Linked DNA regions of Mus musculus: regions 1 and 2 are each linked to region 3. A link is a contact called in public HiChIP or PLAC-seq and promoter capture Hi-C data. All regions are on one chromosome and are shown on one strand. Each heading gives the region's core, a stretch centred on a gene start, on an enhancer-like site or on the middle of the called end of the contact. The rest is flanking DNA. Distances are from core to core; before and after follow the strand shown. Region 1 holds the start of Gstm2 (glutathione S-transferase, mu 2). Region 2 holds the start of Cyb561d1 (cytochrome b-561 domain containing 1). Region 3 holds the start of Rap1a (RAS-related protein 1a).

What was found. Promoter capture Hi-C pulls out the DNA fragments that hold promoters and counts their contacts. HiChIP or PLAC-seq counts read pairs in DNA pulled down with a chosen protein or histone mark.
Region 1: a contact with region 3 is called in an H3K27ac HiChIP or PLAC-seq map of embryonic stem cells, with 5 read pairs. The contact joins the promoter of Gstm2 here to the promoter of Rap1a in region 3. A contact is called at or near these places in 1 of 39 promoter capture datasets (liver) and 1 of 115 datasets of contacts at active chromatin or transcription factors (embryonic stem cells).
Region 2: a contact with region 3 is called in a promoter capture Hi-C map of pre-B cells, with 6 times the contacts expected there. The contact joins the promoter of Cyb561d1 here to the promoter of Rap1a in region 3. A contact is called at or near these places in 3 of 39 promoter capture datasets (hematopoietic stem and progenitor cells, liver and pre-B cells), 1 of 484 Hi-C or Micro-C datasets (regulatory T cells) and 1 of 9 other capture datasets (adipose tissue).

What each region holds. Positions count from the first base shown.
Region 1 is chr3:107,983,450-107,987,764 of GRCm38.p6, forward strand. Gstm2 (glutathione S-transferase, mu 2) reads right to left here and starts at 2,971. Exons shown (of 8, transcript NM_008183.4): 1 at 2,909-2,971; 2 at 2,585-2,660; 3 at 2,169-2,233; 4 at 1,798-1,879; 5 at 1,600-1,700; 6 at 680-775; 7 at 487-597. The coding sequence starts at 2,944.
Region 2 is chr3:108,197,927-108,202,683 of GRCm38.p6, forward strand. It overlaps Cyb561d1 (cytochrome b-561 domain containing 1), which reads right to left and starts at 2,908. Exons shown (of 3, transcript NM_001081320.2): 1 at 2,701-2,908; 2 at 2,199-2,236; 3 at 1-1,789. The coding sequence starts at 2,848. The coding sequence ends at 1,286. Atxn7l2 (ataxin 7-like 2) reads right to left here. Exons shown (of 11, transcript NM_001289545.1): 11 at 4,302-4,447. The coding sequence ends at 4,433.
Region 3 is chr3:105,799,250-105,803,619 of GRCm38.p6, forward strand. It overlaps Rap1a (RAS-related protein 1a), which reads right to left and starts at 2,132. Exons shown (of 8, transcript NM_145541.5): 1 at 1,990-2,132.

The DNA.
Region 1 (4,315 bases), core at 1,721-4,220, 2.2 Mb after region 3:
CCCGACTAAGCAAAGAATTCTACAGGCCATATGGATATAGCATCTTGGTACTGTACATCAATCCTGAATAGTACACCCTACACACTCTGGCCATGTCCTGGGTTTCCATAGGCTTCAGGGCTGGAAAATCCAGGCTCCATGACAACTTATGACTTCTCTCCTTTGGCATCAGGTGGATCTACTGCCTTTGTTTTTTGGTCACGAGAAGCACACAGGAGAAAACCACAACCCCTTCCAGTGGTACTGGTTCCCTGAAAAGCTGACAGTCTTCACAATCAGCTCCCAACACGATCCAATGGAGCTGATAAGTTCACACAAAACGCAGGGTGTGATGGGAAATTCCATGCAAGAGATGAAAGAACTGAACACAGTTCCATGCTTAACAAAAGCTAATCATTTTCGTTTCCATTTGAAGGAGTAGAAAGGCAGTCTGGAAACAGGGGAGGGAAGTAGGGCATTCAAGAGGAAGTGAGATCAGGGCATCACCTCAAAGCGACCCATGAAGTCCTTCAGGTTTGGGAAGGCATCCAGGCACTTGGGCTCAAATATTCGGTGTTGATCAAGGACATCATAAACAAGAAAATCCACATAGGTGACCTGCAGGAAGCCAAGGGTGAGTGCTCTGGAATTTGATGCTTGGAAAGGATGGCAACCCCTCCTTCCCACCCCCTCCCTTTACCTTGTTCCCTGCAAACCATGGCTGCTTGCCCAGAAACTCAGAGTAGAGCTTCATCTTCTCAGGGAGACCCTCTAAGTACTCTGGCTTCTTTTTCTCCTGAAGCAGAAAACAACTGTCACCACTTTCAGACACAGACCCCCTGGCAGAGGCTGGCCTCACAGGGCTGTGCAGGCCCCAGCAAGCAGAGGAGAAGTCACCTACATGAGATTCAGTCAGGGATGATATCCAAGCATTTAGTTAGAATGATTAGACAGCCCAACAGGATACAGCCCTGTCTCCTGGTCTCTACCACCATTGTCAGGACCACTGTGCATGAGACGGCTTTGAGCACATGGCTCTGAACTCTGACCTTACATGAGGCAGAAGCAAACAACTGAAATCGTCCAGGAAACAGGCCGTGCTCTACCTACTAGTGCGGTGAGGACTTCAGTACAGGTTCCAAAGAGATGGGGTGAATTTGAGAGGACAAAAGGAAACAGGCGCAGGATCAAAGGCTTTTGGCTGACTGAGTTGCCTATTGGGGACATCTGCTTATCTCTGAGTGTGTCAAGGACACAGCTCTGGGAAGCCATTTAGGAGGAGAGTGTCCCCTATCCTCAGTGTCTTCTTCCCATGAGTGTGCAATCTGCAGACATGGCAAGACTCCAGGACAACAGAAAGACATGACTCAGGACAGAACCAGCACTTAGACCTGGAGGGATCGAACTCTGTCTGTCCTATCAGGGACTAAAGTGTCACTGTCGAGAGTCTGGACTGGACCTTAGGCCAATGACTGGAAGTTTTCATTTGGCAAACTAAGCTTTGAGGTTACTCTGTTGGCAATTTCAAACACTGTGCCATGAGCAGCACTGAGAGGCTCTGGTGGCAAACAGGGCCAGAGCAGATGCAAGGGCAAGAGTGTGGGGCCAGCTCCAACTCACAAAGTCAGGGCTGTAGCAAACCATGGCCAACTGTATGCGGGTGTCCATAGCCTGGTTCTCCAAAATGTCCACACGAATCCTCTCCTCCTCTGTCTCTCCACCTGCAGCACACACAGGCCAGACTCACCCTCAGCATCCCACTCCAGATAAGCCTAGAAAATGACTACTATCCTCCACCCTGCAGCCAGCCCCACTCACACAGGTTGTGCTTTCGGGCAAGGTAGCGCAGGATGGCATTGCTCTGGGTGATCTTGTGTGATCCATCAATCAAGTAGGGCAGCTGGATGGACAAGCAGGGAGGGTCAGGTGGGATATGGGGCACCTGAATCCTTTCTCTGGGTGAGAGCAGACACAGGGCCTGACACTCAGCCTGCCTGCCATGGGAAGCCCTCCATGGGCACAGTGTGCACTGAATGGGAGAGCTGGGACACAGCCCATCACAGAAACACTGTGCAGCCAACAGGGATGGAGCAGGAGAGCAGAAACACTGACCCCCAACCCTCAGCCAGGCCAGGAGATGAGGTGAGAACAGTGTGTCTTCCCCAAACCTCCTTTCCTCCTCCACCTACATTGGGAAAGTCCAGGCCCAGCTTGAACTTCTCACTCAGCCACTGGCTTCGGTCATAGTCAGGAGCTGTGGTGGACAAGAGGATGTGAAAAGAAATCATGCCAGTATCCCAGCTTCCTTCTCTAGGGAAGGAGTCAGGTATGAGAACACCCCCAAGAAGATCTGCAGCCTCACCCAAGAGTAGACAATGCTTCTGAGGACTGTGGACTGTATATCACTAAGATTTTCAAAAGGTTTGAATAAGCCAATTAGTTGAAAAGAGAACCCAGCCCCCCAAATTCAAAACAGTATCTGGAAGAGACAGTTTCTAAATCCAACTCCAGGAGCTCTGTAGAGCTGAGCAACAGGGTGTCAGAGCAGTGTCTCTAGGCACCAGTTAGCAGGGGAGCAGGGGCCTGAGAAACAGGGTGTAATCACCGTCCCCCATGGTGTATTTCTTGTCCTCATAGCTTGTGTCTGTGTATTCCAGGAGCAGGCGGATGGCGTGAGCCAGCTGGAAAGATGACATATGACAAGTCACAGATTGCAAAACCCTGACAGTCTGACTCTGCTGATTCTTGGTGAGCCTACATCTTACACGTAACTGTCTCCCCACAAGCTCACACACACATACCACATAAGCACAAGCTCTCGTGTTTGAACTTCCAACAACTTCTGAACTCAGTCTATCTCCTGGAAATCAGTTCCCTAGCTACTCCCCACCCCACCCCTGTCCCACCCAGCAGAAGCGTTCTCACTCACCCCACGGATGTCCCAGTAACCTAGTGTCATAGGCATAGTGCTGGTGTCCAGAGCAGACCAACCCGGGCCTTGCTAGTCTGAGCTTCCTGATAATGTCTTAGGCAAGGAAGAGGCGGGACCTGGATATGGCTTTCTATTGGACCATTGGCCTACAGTGTCTCAAATTTCAGACATTCCAGTTGAAGGAAGGAGCCAGGGATCCAGGGGCAGGGCAAGATATAGCTAATCTCAGGAACCAGTCTAAGCAGTCAGAAATAAAAGATGGGAATGGGCTAGCACCTGTGTCAGCAACTCCCTCTTCTTGCTCTAGCGTGCTGTTTCCATGGAGAACAGTTGTGCAGCTAGGGACATTCTTGATGGTCAAAGTGGAACCCTGTTATTATCTTCCTGACATTGTCCCTTCTTCATTATCAACTCCCTTCCTGGGTTCTGGGTGGCTCCTGGTGGCTGAGCCAGGACAAAACAGGACACCTCAAGCCTGAGAGATTAATGTCTCTGTGGTCTATAGCTTATCATAGACAGCAGAGGGCATGCAGGACTCTGCTAAGCTGGGCAACAGAGCCACATACAGGTACGACCAGTGGATGCAGTACAGATATTCAGGATCACTGGGCACTGGAAAGATGTAAAGCAAACCACAGTGTGATACACCTTCCCCAGAAAGAACTGCCATTCGCACATGGGGGCTGGTGAGACTGTGGGCAGGAGAGAACATTCGACACTGCAGGTAAGAGTATCAACTGTCACAACCGTTAGGGAAAACAACCTGGTGTTCCTCGAAAAGACAAAACTAGAGCTACCACGTGATCCAGCAATACTCGATATACATCCACAGGAAATGAAATTAGAATGACAGGGGAACACAATTTACCTGAGCTAAAAAATAGATGGCATCTAAGAACCCATTCTCTGACAAATGTACGATGAAAGTGCAGTCCACGTGCACCATGGATTACTAGTCACTCTATAAAAAAGGGGAAAAAATAAAACTAGATATCCACACACAGAGAAACTAGAAGTGAGGGACTGGAGAGATGGCTCAACAGTTAAGAGCACTAATTGCTCTTCCAGAGGTCCTGAGTTCAAGTCCCAGCAACCATGTGGTGGCTCACAACCATCTGTAATGGGATCCAATGCCCTCTTCTGGTATGTCTGAAGACAGCTACAATGTACTCAAAAAAACAAAAATAATAATAGAAGTGAGATTCCTATTTCTCATCCCGGGGTGGGGGGCAGACAGGAAGGGATACAAATAAATCAATGGCCTTAATGTAAGACTTGAAGTTTAGGCCAGCAGAGTCTTGCCCAACACCCGCAAGGGCCCACACGGGACTCCCCACGGGATCCTAAGACCTCTGGTGAGTGGAACACAACTTCTGCCAGGAGTCTGGTTCGAACACCAGATAT
Region 2 (4,757 bases), core at 1,658-4,157, 2.4 Mb after region 3:
GGTGCTCCAGCCCCTATACTGCAGGCCTCCCTCCCAGAGTGTTTGATTGGCTCTATCTCCGAGGTAGAAAGCTGCGTGGATACCTTCCCTGGTTCAGCAGTCTTCAGTCTTTATTAGGATCTATAGAGAGCCCATCTCCTAGACTGACCTACACCACAGCTTACTAATCTGACATGTAACCCTCACAACCAAGGATGCGCTAGGGAACTCAGATCAAGGAGGTACATCGGCAGGGAAGAACACAGTTATCAACATCATCCTACTCTTAGGCCCAGCTGGCCGGAGACAGCAACTAAGGAAAGCTTAGGAAACGACAAGGAAAGACGGGCAACAGGGAGAGAGTCTTCCTTAGGTCAAGAGGGGCCTACTCCTTGGTTTTTATTTTGTTCTAAAAGCTTAAGAATAGTTCCATGGAGCAACATGCCAAGTAAGATGCCCAGGACCACTCTGCCCTGAGAATGAATGGCAGGAGCATACCCAGAGGTAGCCTGAAGGAAGTCCTTAGCTCAGCTAAGGAGCCCAGGAGGCAAGGGCTTGGTAAGGCTACTGCCTTCAGTTCCTCTGAAGAACTTTAAAGTGACTTCAGTGCCTTTACTACCTTATTGTCCAGGAGACCTCCCCTGGGTCCCTTCTTTCCACAGTTCGTGCGTGGCCCTTGTTTCTTGGTTCAGGAACCAAGTTGACATAATTTCTGAAGGGTCCTTCTAGGGGAGTAGAGGGAAAATGGATGAGAGAATTACATCCTGAGCTGCCCACATGGTCCAGAGCTAAGAGGGTATCGGCAACATCAATCTGTCAGACACCAATGTTAAAGATAAGGGACCTTCAGATGTCAGAAACTGAGGTCCTAAGATATGGAACTTGTCTAAGGTTGATTGTACAGCACTGCCTGAGAGGTTACGGGCTCTCGATAGCACTGCCTTCTCAATAGGGATCCCAGCATCTGTGGCTGTCATTCATAACCTAGGAGAACTCTTCATCAGGCACACAAGAAATCACCACCATCACCATCACCATCACCATTACCACCACCTAATACTTCTGTCTCCCACCAAGAGTGAGGTTTCAGGTTCTCCCAAACCTTCCACTTGTACCCAGTAGGGCATCTCCCCCTTTGAGCCCACTGTATCATGCCTCAACAGTAGCAGCTAGGGTTTCTGCACATTGTGGCTCAGCCATGAAGTGCAAAAATTCATCTACTTCTGAAGTGGGTCCTGTGAAGATCACCAAGGAACTGTTGAAATCCAAGGCAAGACTCCCACCTAGATTCAGAGTTTGGAGGCGTTCATATCTCCACCTTCTTCCTTGGCAAGTAGGAGCTGGAGATCTGGTGCATGATCACCAGGGCTGGGTACAATGGTAGTCCCAGGCACAGGTACCAGGCTGTACCTTTGATCTGGGCCTGGAACCACACTGAGTACATGCCCAAGAGCACCGTTACTGTAGCCATCAGGTAGACAACCAGGCCACACGTCAGATGGTAGAGCTTGAGGCGAGCCACCCTTGAGACCCGGGCTGCTCGTGGACAGAGGAGGCAGAGCCCACACAGTGCCTGTCCTCCAGTGGCCAACAGTGTCAAGGCTCCTATCCAGCTGTGCCAGGACACCAAATGGGACATCTCACTTCGGATCTTGCTGGAAATGATGAAGCCCAAGCCTAGGACAGCACAGAGGATGGCCATGGTCTGCCCTGCCCAGTGGAGTCGAATCCGGGTTTTTCGAGAGCAGAAGAAGAACAGGGAGTGCTCAGGTGAGAAGAGTAGAATAGCTTCAGCCATGCAGAGACAGAACTGTAATCATAAGGAAAGGCCAGTGAGCCTCTAGTCTACATGGAGCGCAAGGAAAAGGAGGTCTTCTCACACATTCAGAAGGACACGGGGAAGCTAAGGACTTGCAGCCTCACACACATCCTTTCTGGACCACAGAACAGCAAACATTCTACTGAGAACTTTCTACTGAGTTCTGAGGACAAAGCCTTGATAAACATCCTTCTTGCGTCTTCCTTTTAGGCACTAGAGGAGAAATATCTTCTGTTCCCCCTTTCCCTGACCTTCTCAGCCACCTGACACTTTACTCCACTTTCCCCAATCCTATAGGTTTTAGGGAAAGATGAAGCCCTCTTTAAACCCATCTCTCTGACCCTTAGGCTGAAAAACTGAATGTCTCCCCAAGAGTTAATCTAAGAATATCCGAACTCACCGCCAAGGCCATGAACACAGGGTGCCAGGAGAAAAGACCTAAGTAAGAATCAAAGAGAATAGGCTGACGGCTGGGCTTCACTGATACTGTCCCGTGGTTTGTAAATGACAAAGACCGGGCCACAAGGTCAGCATATCATCTTAAACCTAAACAAGAATCAGGAGCTCACCACAAAGGGAGGAGTCAAGGGGCCCTTACACCCCCTTGGCCTGGGGATTGCACTTGCTGCAGCCCAGTCCCTAGAGTACCTTAGCCTGCCCAGGACCCTCTAACGCTTTTCCATGTAGGGCCTCCTAAGGAAGTATCAGTTCTGTCTTTTCAAGCCCCACCCTCCCTGGACTTCCGGGAACCCGCCTACTACGCTTTTACAACCACTCCCGGACCCGCCCCTCCTCAGCTGAGGGTCCAGGTTTCCAGTCTCCCAGTGCGCCCAAAGCGGCCCCTCCAGCGCCTAGGCTCCGCCCCTTCTTTGGCCCCGCCCCACCTCGCCTCGCACACTCACTGGTTCCGGGCCGGGACAGCACAGTCAGAAAGATGGTGAAGCCCAAAGCTATCAGGTGCGCCAAGATCCCACTGCCTCTCCGCAGCCAGCGGGTCAGTCTCGGCTCCCTCGCTGGAGCGGGAACCAGACCTACCTCCATGGAATGCATAGCAGTGCCAGGCCGGCCGGCACAATCCAGCTACCAGAGGCTTCTTCCGGGTTTGCTATCGCGGAGGCGGCGGCGGCTACAGGAGAGGCTCCTCCCCGGGGAAGCTGCGGGGCCGTGTGGCGGAGGTGCCCACAGCGCCCTCTGTAGAGTGGGGGGGAAGCGCCTCGGCCCCAAAGGGCGGCTCCCGGAAACCTCCACTGACCTAATCGAGCTCCCAACCCACCTTCATTCTATCTTTGTGTCTATAAGGGTATCTCAAGAGGTCTGCGAAAATTACATCGGTAGCAACTGATACCAGCGAAATCCCAAATCACACACTTGATTCGCTGACCCAAGAGCATGAAACCAGTGTTCTGAGCAGCTTTCTAGAAGTACTGGATTCCCTGGACTGCTTACTTCTCAGACATTTCTGGCTTGTTCAAGAGACAAGATTTCTCCCTGTATTAACATAAATGAAAAGCCAAAACCTAGTGATCTAATCTGATGACTTCAGGTATGAAAACCAAAAGAAGCAATCTCATCATCCCTGCTTACAGGCGTAGTTGCTCCCCATCCCCTCCCTCCCACGCTGCCCCCTCAAAATATTCCAGATCCATGGGGCACTTTCAGCCTTTGCTGCCGCCACAGTAGAACCAGAGCTTTCCACAACCCCAAGTTCTGCTACACTATTACCTCCAAAAAGGTATGACCCAACCTAAAGAGTTCTATATGGGAGAAGCTTTACTCCGTTCAGGGCAAACTCACAGAAGAGACCAGAATGAGCTGTCCAGTGGGTAGGGAAATGGCTCTGTGGTTAAGAGTGCATATTCCTCTTGCTCAGGGGGCTCACAGCTGACTGTAACTAGCTACAGGGGGATCCCACACGTCTCGCCTCCGCAGGCATCACATGCGCATACCCACACACAGACACCATAATTAAAAAAAAAAAAAAAAAAAAAGCTGTCCAGCACTTCTAGAGCAGTGATCGCCAAGCTCAACCTCTGCATGGCTGAGGAACTAAGGCTGGTTTTAAGACATGGGAAGGGCAAGAACAGCCATTTGTAGAGGGATGGAAGCCCAGAGTAGCTAGAAAACCAGAAAGGGGCCATAAGCTAACTCCCACAAACCCTCAGGACAAAAACCCAAGGATGGCGTCAGGTGTGAGACCCCTTCCCTCTCAGTTCTTTCCCAGTGGAACCATAGTTGTCGCTCTTAAGCCTCTGGGGTGCCTGCTCACTCAGCGTCATATGCCTTATCATCCTCTCTGAGAAGATTCCCAGGGATGCCAGCTCCAGGTTTCTGTGTGCAGTGTGTGTGTGCTGGGGTGTACACTGCCTGTCATCCCAGCCTCTCGGGTTGGAGCTGCGGAGAGTAAGGACACTCACTCATTTGGCTACATCAGTTTCCATCCTTTTCTATGTTTCTGGTTTTTATATTTTCTTAGCAGCAACAGAACAGGGAGACAGTCTTGAGGTATTTTAAAGAGTTTTTTTTTTTTCTTAAAAAAAATAATATAAAGTTATAAAAAGCGGCAGCAGCCTGGGGCCCAGATCTGGAGGGGAGGAGGTGCTGGCGGCTCCGTTGCAGTGGGCAGGCACTTTCTCGTTAATGAGCTTTTGACTGCAGGGAGACAAGAGGTAAGAGACAGGGTCAGGCTAGGGGCCTACCTGTTATCCTTCCCATTGAACATCTGGGCTAACCCTTGGATTCCTTCAGCTGGCCTAATAAATACAACCGAGTAAGGGAAAAGGAATGGCAGCCTAACAGAGGACTGGGTAATGAAGCTGGAGAACACACATGCACACACCTGTACACACACAAGCAGGCCTGTCAGTTACTATCAGGTTTCCCTTACAGGTGCCAGGAGAGCTGGCAGCACTTGAGCCATGCCTAACCCAGAAGAATATTACCCTGCCTAGCCTCCCAGAAG
Region 3 (4,370 bases), core at 882-3,381:
TAGATTATACAAAAGTCTGATTAGTCATGATTATGAGTTTAGAGGGGTCAAAATATACTAGGGAGTATTGGTTAAAAATGGCTACTGGTTAGAGCCGGGGATATAGCTCAGGGGCAAAGTGCTTGCCAACCCTGCTTGAGGCTCTGGATTAGCTCCTCAACACTACAAACAAAATGACTGCTAAAAGTTCCCTGCATGAAGCTGGGTTTCATCCCAACACCACATAAACCAGGGAAGTCTATACTGATCCAAGCACTCTGGAGGTCGAGGCAAGAGAGTTGGTGGTTCAAGGTCTTCCTCAGTGACACCACTGAGCCACAGGAGATTGGGGGGAGGGGAGAGAGGTTCCTGAGAACTTTTCCTCATAAAACTGAAATCAATTTTAAACCTTGTTCCAAAATCCTCAGAATTTAGGGTGAAAGCACGATCACACCTGAGGCCACAAAAAGTGTGCACTTTTGCAAAGTTTTAATATGAAACTGAATAACATCGAGATCTCTGTTCACTTTTAAGATCGGTGTCTATGGGTGGCTTTAGAGGAGACCAGAAGCTGAATACAACATTCTGGGGATAAATGTCTGTTTTGTTTTTCCTGGGCAAAGGAAGAGTTCATATGCATCACCATGTTCTAGAAATGGTTAAGAATGACATTTTTTATAATGGAAGCGGAATGCAACATTTAACATAAAGATTTCTCTCAAAAAGATAAGAGATGTGTAAACAGACCACTCAACTCATTCGACAAATGCTGGGACAGGTATAATCCTTGCTAACGAACACAATCATAACAGAACCTGAAGTAGCAAGGAACTAAACTAAACAAGAGTCACACTAAGAAAGAATATCCGAAAATGTAAATTTAATTTTGAAACAAAGTGTTACAGAAGAGCATAAAGACAGGAAAGAGTCTGGGACCTAATCTAGTACTTACTCTACCAAAGTGTTACAGAAATCAATTACATCAAAAGAAAAAAGTACTCACAGGCATATCTACCCCCACACACTCTGACAGGAAACTCAAAGAAAGTTTCCAAATCCTGTTTCCAGCATCATCTCTTCTAACCGCCCGCTTCTGAAGGCTAACTCCCCTGGTTAATTCTGAGAGTCGACACTTTGACTCTAATAAAAACAGTATCTTCAGCCACCCAAGAAGCAGACAACAGCGGTTGGTACCTGTCCCGCTTGGCCCATTAACCTCCTGCCCTTTTATTCCATTTCTTACACAGTACTTCCTTCAAAGCAGCGACAAAACGATTTTCCTTTCCCAACGGCAATACACTCACAGTTTCTGAGCGGTAGCTCTTTTTCCAAGGCATGAAAGGTCCCCTCAACTCTAGTTTTCTATCCTGTGAGGAAATCTCAGATAGGAGGGGGGGCGGACGCGGGGGACACAACTGTCCTTCCTTGCTCTTCTCCTTACAACAGCCAATTACACAACTCAGCAGAAGACACTGCCCTTAACTTTCTGAGTAAGGAGACAAGCTACAATCCCACCACCCCACACTCCTCACACGCCCTCGGTGGGCGGAAGACCGGAATCACACCGTGGCCTCTTTCCTGACAAAATTCAGGGGTAGCAGCAGATATCAGAGAGTCGAGAGCGACGCTGCAAAGGCGAACACATGGCAAGCGGCAGAATACAGAGGGCAGGGAGGGCGGGAACCCGGGCTGGCGGCGGAGTGGGACACAGAGGTGTCAGCGCTCGGCGGCCGGGGCAAAGGCCGCGCGGAGGGCACCGCACCTCTCCGTCCGCGGGGACGACAGCCGAGCGGGCGCGGACACGCGTCCCATCTCGCGGCCCGCCCCTCGCGGCCGGTCCCGCAGGCCCCGCCGGGCCGCCTCGGTCCGCGGGCGTGGCTGGCTCCGGCCTTCAGCCGCGGCCCCTCCCGCCCGCCGGGCCCCCGGCCGCCGCCCCGGACTCGCGGACGGTTAAGAATAGGCCACCGAGGTGCGGCCAGTCCGCGCCCCTCACTCGCACCCCGTACTCACCCCGCGGCCCGGCGCCTCCTCCACCTCCTCCTCCTCCCTCCTCTCGGCCGCGGCTCGGGCTCGGGCTCTGCACGGCGGCGGCAGGAGCAGCGGCCTCGGGAGCGGCGGCGGCGGCGCCTCCGGAACGCGCACGCACGCAGCACGCAGGCCCCGCCCCCCCCGCCCTGGTCTCCGCCTTCCCCGCTGTGTCCGGAATCTATTTAAGGGAGCCGTTCTTCAAAGGGTGGGGGGCATAGTGTGCCAACAGGAACTGGGGCCTTGCCTTTGAGAAGGTGGTTAAGGCCAACATTGAAATGAGGAAGGGAAAAAAAAATCAGAAAGAGAATTTTGAAGGGATGCAACCATGGGACAGCTGTTAGTTGAGTGCCTAGTAGGTCCCCAATGCCTAGGCATACATAGGGAAAGTCACTTATAGAGCTCTCATCCTCGTGACCCAGGAGAGGGAACACGAACAACAAAAAGAGTAGCAAAATTCACAGGTCACCAGGGAGGGCTTTGCATGCTTTTGTTCGTGCTATGAAGAAACGAGCCTATCCAAAAGAGGCTGGATGAGAAGAATACCTTCCTGGGTTGAGAGGAAATCAGCCACAAACCCCGAGGTGGGGTGTGTCTTCCATATTTCACAACTAGCAAAATGCAAGCGAAAGGATGGATAGATAAGTAGAGTCTATGGCCAAAGAGTACTGAGGCGCCAAGATCTGGACAAACGACCAGACCCGGTGGAGCCTTTGGGCCATTGTAATGACAACAGGAAGCCCCGAGGAGAGGGTGGGCCCAGAAACAACTATATCTAGTTCATGTTTTTAAAGGTTAACTTTATGCAGGGCGTGGTGGTTTACTCCTGGAATCCCAGCATTTTGAAAACAGGAACAGAATTGCCACGAGTTTGAGGTTAGCCTGGACTACACAATGAGTTTCAGGCCCATCGGGAACTGGAGTGAGTCTCACTGTGTATGTAAAATATCCAACTGAAGCACGAATGTTCACAGGGGAAGTCTAAGGTGGCTATTCTCGTCCAATTGGCCAAGAGTGGTTATTTTATTTTAGATTTTGTTTATTTTAGCTTTATTAAACCTATTTTAATAGATTTAGACTTGAGAAAGCAGAGGGTCGAACGAAACAATTAGGAATGAATCTTAGGTTGGGGGCCTGCTGACTGATATCATTTAATAAGAGAGAAGATAGGGTAAGAACAAAGCTGGGACCAAAGAAATTGAGAGTTCAGTTTTATGGGGGATGGAGAAAGTTCAGTGGTGATGAGTCTGAGATATAAATTTGAGATCCATCAGGATGTAGATGATTTGACCCTCCGGTCTACATAAACTCTCTTAGGGATGGGGAGTAACTGGAAGAGAGGACCAAGAGAAACTTAGAGGTTAAAGATAAGCAGAGTTGACAGTCAGGTTAGAGGAACCCCTTGGAAGGAAGGAAGTTGTTAGGGAGTTGTTTTAGAAAAGAGGGAGTGATCAGTCAGTTCCCTTGCCTACTGCTGAAATAGCTAAGAAGACAATTGAATCTCAATCTCTGCCTCACCCCCACCCCACAGTCCCCATCCCCGCCACCCTGATTGGTTCATGCTAGACAAACTGCCACTGAGCCTCATCCTCAGTCAAGAGTTGGGAATTTAACCACTGACCAAGTTTGGCCTGAAGTTTGTTGAGAAGCTTAATGAAAACCCTTCCAGTGTTATCACATGGAGAAATGTCTGATTGGGGTGTGTTGAGAGAATGAAAGAGAGGCGAGGAAGACAGCCAGGAGCTGGCTGAGCCTAGCAACAGTCAGTAGTGGGAATGGTGTGGGGATCCAGGGACAGGATTTTAAAGCTGAGTTACTTCCTTGTGGTGTTAAGAGTGAAAAATAAAGTTCCGGTGCAGAGACAAGAGGAGACACCTAGAGAAACCATGGGAACCAAGAAGCAACAAGTCCTAGCACGGTGCTGAAGCAGTTGGCCTTAAATGTGAACAAGGACAGGAGAGTCACAGACTGTTCTGTAGCAAAGACACAGACACAGAGCAAGTAAGTGTGATTCTGAGGTGGGCACAGCCCACTGCAAAGCAAAGGGGACAAGTGAGAGCTAAAGTCTAGTCTTTATTTTGCCCACCAGGCTGAGTACCTGGTAGGACAATTTCAGCCTTGAGGAAAGAGCACTTTCCTAGCTGTTCTCCCTTAGGAGTGGTGTCTTTTGTCAGTTTTCCATGCCCCACGCACCACGCATCCATGCATCCATGCCCTGCCTGTTCCTTGTGTTTATTTTTTCCAGTTTACACAGTGCTGTAGGTGTTGCCTGCGGACTGACGGATAAGATCAAATCTGGCCTGTGTGCTTCCTTTTATCCTCTCTTAACGGGGTGGGGTGGTCATATATCTACACTGAAATCACTC